Linked DNA regions of Sus scrofa: region 1 is linked to region 2. A link is a contact called in public promoter capture Hi-C data. All regions are on one chromosome and are shown on one strand. The core of a region is the stretch at or near the end of the contact, and the rest is flanking DNA. Distances in the headings are between cores, read along the strand shown.

Region 1 (2,700 bases), core at 61-2,560, 93 kb after region 2:
ATCTTCTTTATCCACTCCTCTGTCGATGGACATTTAGGTTGCTTCCATGTCTTGGCTATTGTGAATAGAGCTACAATGAACATTGGAGTACATGTGTCTTTTTGAATTATATAGTTTTCTCTGGATATTTGCTCAGGAGTGGGATGGCTGGATGGTATAGCAACTCTGTTTTTAGTTTTTTAGGAAAGCCCCATACTGTTTTCCAAAGTGACTGCATCATTTTACATTCCCACCAACAGTGTAGGAGGGTTCCCTTTTCTCCACACCCTCTCCAGCATTTGTTATTTGTAGGCTTTTTAATGATGGCTATTCTGACGCTATGAGGCGGTACCTCATTGTTGTTTTGATTTGCATTTCTCTAATGATTAGTGATATTGAGCATCTTTTCATGTGCCTGTTGGCCATCTCTATGTCTTCTTTGGAGAAGTGTCTATTTAGGTCTTCTGCCCATTTTTTGATTGCTTTGTTGTTGTTATTGAATTGTCTGTGCTGTTTGCATATTTTGGAAATGAAGTCCTTGTTGGTCACATCATTTGAGGAGCTTTGTTTTTGTTTTTAGGGTTTTTTGTTTGTTTGTTTGTTCTGTTTTGTTTTTGGTCTTTTTAGGGCTGCACCCATGGCTTATGCGGGTTCTGAGGCTAGGGGTCGAATTGGAGCTATAGCCGCCAGCCTACACCACAGCCACAGCTGCAGCAATGTGGGATGTGAGCTGCATCTGTGACCTACACCACAGCTCACAGCAATGCCGGATCCTTAACCCACCGAGTGAGGCCAGGGATTGAAACTGAATCCTCATGGATCCTAGTCAGGTGTGTTAACCACTGAGGCACAACAGGAACTCCTGAGGAGCTTTAAAAAAAACTAGCAATGCCTGGGCTCTAAGCAAACTGAAACCAAATATCTTGGGGGAGGGGTGAGACCTAGATATCTGAGTCCTTTAAAAGCCCCACAGGTGAGTCTAACAAACATACTCTAACAATGAGATGAAGCAGTTCCCCCACTAAATTCAAGATCAGTAAGAATTTGACGTCCCAGATGTAAATTCTCAAGCCAGGGATCCAGACACTAACGAAAACTGTCATTGTCTAAAGTTCTGATGGGATGAAACCCGCCATTGAATCCAGCCTCTCTAGTTTTCAGAGGTGTGGCGAACGCCAAAGATGTTAAATTCTCACCAAGGTGACATGCTGCTCTTGTCCTCAGAACACTGGAGGCATTCCTCAATCTGGGACCCTGTAGTAGGAGACTGTGTCCCCTCTCCTTTGTTGTCACTAGAGGTGGCCTGTGCCCTTCTGGCCCTGGTGCCCTGCTTGCATTTGGTAAACACTGGCCAGGTCACATATGCTGGGGGAGGGCTGGTGCACAGGCAGTGAGCTTGCACGTCGGCTGCTCCCAAACAAAACAGGAGTGATCGCAATGCTGGACTAACTGCCTGAAATATTTGTTCATTTCATTACTAATACTTCTTCATGGAAGATTTTTGTGTGGAGACTGGAGGATATTAAAAAGGATGTTTTATCCTGCTGTGGAAATGGGTTCTTTTCCATCCTCATTTCAGCATTTTCGCTTGACTGCTACCTCCAAAAGAGGCAAACATTTCTTCAGTAGCTACAAGCTACCTTGTCAAGAAATCTACCCCTGGGGCTTGTGAAACAGGAAACATGGCATTTCTTTCCAAAGCACGGATGCAAAAGATTGTGCAGGGGCATGCTGGGGATTTGTAGTAACTGGGACCAGTAGGAGACCTCAGCAAAGATAAGTCACAGAATTGTCCCCAGAGGGCACCTTTTCTCACCCACTTAGTCCCAGAGATCAGGGTAGGATTGATGAGTCAGAGGGAGACCGGGATGGATCCCCCTCCACAGTGCTTTTCCCACAAACATCAATCACCTCTTTTTTATTCTCCACTTTTTCACTATGTGTTTTACTTCATTTATAAAATAGATTCTCTCCAGGCATGTGTTCTGAGCACCCACTGGTGGCCTGGATGCAGAAGCTGTGGGTTATCTAATAGTCTCGCAGTTCCCTTATGGTGCAGTGGGTTAAGGACCTGGTCTTGTCATGGTAGCAGCCTGGATTTGATCCCTGGCCCTCAGACTTTAGCCTGCCACAGGCACGGCCAAAAAACTCCCAACAAAATAAAACCAAGCGTCTCCTTGGCAGGCAGCTCCCTCCTGGCCCTGGTCAGGGGTGCCTGCCCTCAGCCCCTCTCCTGGGGCCAGTCTCTCATTACGTAGCGCACTCACACTTAAGAATGGAGTGCAAGAGTTCCTGCTGTGGCTCAGCAGAAACGAACCTGACATGAGAAAGCGGGTTCAATCCCTGACCTCGTGCAGTGGGTTAAAGGATCTAGTGTTGCTGTGAGCTGTGGTATAGGTCGCAGACATGGCTCTGATCCCACGTTGCTGTGGCCGTGACTGTGGCATGGGCCAGCAGATGCAGGCTCTCATTCAACCCCTAGCCTGGGAACTTCCACATGCCCTAGGGGGTCCAGGGACTGGAGTGAGGAAGAGAGAGTGGTGGATACGATTGTCGATCATTGACAGAAAAAAATGCACACCCTGAAAGTTGAGAGTTAAGTTTTATTTGGGGCAAAATTAGGACTTAAGCCCAGGAGACAGCATCTCAGGTAGCCGTCCAGCAATGAGGGAGGAGCTAGAATACACAGGAGTCTTTGCAACAAAGGGCAGGGAGCAGGAA
Region 2 (2,700 bases), core at 133-2,632:
GGGATTTTGAACACATCACCCAACCTCTCAGGTTCCTAGAAGCTAAACTTCTGGTCTAGGAGATTGCTTAAACCAGCAGTTTTCCAACTTTTTGGTCTCAGGCCGTAAAGAGCTTTTCTTTACACAGAATACAACCATGAGAGTTACAGCATCATAAGTTAAAATAAAACTTTCAAAATACACAGCCCTCAGAGTGGTGCGGTCCTTCCACAGCGCGTGGCATCTGGAAAACTCCATGCAATGAACGTAACTGGCTTACTCTGAAGCGGCATCGCCAGGCACTACTCTGGCACTGCCATGCCAGCCCCGGGCTAACTCTGAAATGAGGTCAGTGTACAAAGGAACGTAAAAGGTAGAGGACGCCGAACAAATTAGTCACACGTGCTCTCTTAACGCACAAGGGCGCCAGGCGGGAAAAAAAGGCTCCAATCCCAAGGAGGTCCACACCCGCTCTAACTGGGGCCAGGGAGGCCGAGCCCAGCGCGCAGGGTCAGGGGTCCACCCTGCTCTCGTCCGTCCGGGACCGTTACAGAAACCGTCCTCCTTGCAGACTCAACTTCGGGGACGACGGGAAGCCCCGCAAAGCCCCGGCCGCCGAGAGCCGGGAGGGGCCGGGGGGAGGGAGCGGTTCTGCCCCGCCGAGGCAGCCAGACCGCGGGCCAAGACAAGAGGGCGGGGGTCCAGGGGTGGGTGGGGTAGGCTTGGCGGACTCACCAGGTGCCGCGCCACCTCGGAGGCCATGGTCCGGGCGGGGCTGGGCGGGCGGAGGGCCAGGGAGGCGCGGCGGCAGCTCCCGGCGGAGCTAGGCGGCCGGCGGCAGAGGGACGCTAGGGGCGGGGCGGGAGGGGCCGGGAGGGGCGGGGTCCAGCGGCCCCAGTGACGCGAGGAGCTGACCGGATGGCGCGGGGGTGGGGCGAGGGGCGGGGCCCGGGAGGGGCGGGGAGGGGATGGCCGAAGCGGGTCTAGTGGCCTCAGGGACTCCGAGGGGCAAGGCCGGATGGCGCGGGGGGCGGGGCGAGGAGCGGGGCCCGGGAGGGAGAGGCGGGGCGGGGATGGCCGCAGACTGGTCCAGCGGCCTCAGTGATGCGGGGGGGCCGGGCGGAATGGCGCAGGGGACCGGGGAAAGGGGCGGAGCCCGGGATGGAGGGAGGAGAGGGGTCCAGTAGCTTCAGTGACGCGAGGGGCTGGGCGGGGTCCAGGAGGTGAGGGGAGGGGATCCGAGGGGAGAGGTCCAGTGGCCTCAGTGGGCTGGGGGCCGCGGCAGGCCACGCGCACGCGAAGTGGGCCTGTTACAGAAGAGCCCGGACATTTTAGAAGTTGACCAGTCAGTGCAGAGGAGGGGATGGAGCACACTCAGGACCTGAGGAAAAAGACCCGCAAAAATGCCGCCACGGTTCCTCATCGCCGAGGCAGGGCTTGAGCACAGATTGCGGCCCGCGCGGGGACCGGAAGTGGGCGGGGTCAGGGCGTGTTCCCTGGAAGGAACGGTCACTAAAACCCGCTCGGGAACCGGAAGCGGGTGGGCCGTGGCATGTGGGACTAGAGCACAGATCCCGGCCTCTTGGGGACGGACCGGGGCGGGGCCCGTCGGACTTGAGAGGCGGCCCGCGGGGACGGCCGGAAGTGGGCGGGGCCGGCAGGCGGAGGCGTGCCCGCGGGCGCGGCTTGGGGGCGGTGGCAGCTAGTCCGCCGCTGCGGGGCGCGCGAGGATTCTCAGGAGCAGCGGGCCGAGTTGGTGGTTAGCAAGCCAGGTACTCGGGCGGGGATGGAGAGCCCGGCGGAGTGCGGACCCCCGGCCCCGCCAGCCGAGCTGGAGCAACCCGTCGGAGGCGCCCTGGGCGGGACTCCCGAATTGCGCGCGGGCGCCCGCGGCCGTCTCAGGGAGCCGGGGTACGTGGATACCGACCCCTCAGACCCGGCGGACGGCATCCCGAGCGCGCCCCTCGGGAGGCGGCCCCGCGGGGGCCCCGCGGAGGAAGGCGGGAGGCCCGAGGCGCCGAGTGATGCGCCCCTTGGGCCGCGGCCGGGCCGCCCGGCGCCCCGGGACCCGGCGGCGGGAGGCTCACCGCAGCTGCGGCGCGGCCCGGGGGGCGCGGACGGCGGGACCGAGGAGGAGAGCGCGGGCGCGCTGACGCTGGACCCTCTGGAGCACGCGTGGATGCTGTCGGCCGCCGACGGTCGTTGGGACAGCCTGGAGGGGCTGCTGGCCTGTGAGCCCGGCCTGCTGGCCAAGCGCGACTTCATCACCGGCTTTACCTGCCTGCACTGGGCGGCCAAGCACGGCCGGCAGGAGCTGCTGGCCCTGCTAGTGCGCTTCGCGGGCCAGCACCGGCTGCCGGTGAACATCAACGCGCGCACGAGCTGTGGCTACACCGCACTGCACTTGGCGGCCATGCACGGGCACGTGGAGGTGGTGAAGCTGCTGGTCGGGGCCTACGACGCGGACGTAGACGTGCGCGACTACAGCGGCAGGAAGGCCTCGCAGTACCTGAGCCCGAGTACCGCCGAGGAGATCCGGACCCTGGTGGGCGCCCTGGACGAGGACGATGGCGAGAGCAACGTGGGCAGCGGGGGAGGGCGCTGGAGGCTCTCGAAGGTGCTGCCATCGCACCTCATCTCCGGCAGGCACTCCCACGCCCTGGAGGACAGCGGGGACCATCACCACCACCACCACCACCACCACCACCACCTGGCTGAGGG

Evidence for each region. Promoter capture Hi-C pulls out the DNA fragments that hold promoters and counts their contacts.
Region 1: a contact with region 2 is called in a promoter capture Hi-C map of liver, with 7 times the contacts expected there. The contact joins the enhancer-like site here to the promoter of SOWAHC in region 2. A contact is called at or near these places in 2 of 5 promoter capture datasets (both in liver), 13 of 47 Hi-C or Micro-C datasets (alveolar macrophages, fetal liver, fetal skeletal muscle and 6 more) and 1 of 2 datasets of contacts at active chromatin or transcription factors (skeletal muscle).

The regions. Positions count from the first base shown.
Region 1 is chr3:46,639,306-46,642,005 of Sscrofa11.1, forward strand. No RefSeq gene overlaps it. Among named protein-coding and RNA genes, the nearest start is that of ARID5A, 73 kb to the right of the region's middle. Within about 2 kb of position 1,311, at least 4 of the 83 cell types and tissues checked have an H3K27ac peak or open chromatin away from gene starts, as enhancers often do. A contact at or near this core is called in fetal liver and liver, where this site is marked.
Region 2 is chr3:46,545,844-46,548,543 of Sscrofa11.1, forward strand. It overlaps SOWAHC (ankyrin repeat domain-containing protein SOWAHC), which reads left to right and starts at 1,383. Exons shown (of 2, transcript XM_021088390.1): 1 at 1,383-1,460; 2 at 1,601-2,700. The coding sequence starts at 1,383. It overlaps SEPT10 (septin-10), which reads right to left and starts at 834. Exons shown (of 11, transcript XM_021087089.1): 1 at 715-834. The coding sequence starts at 741.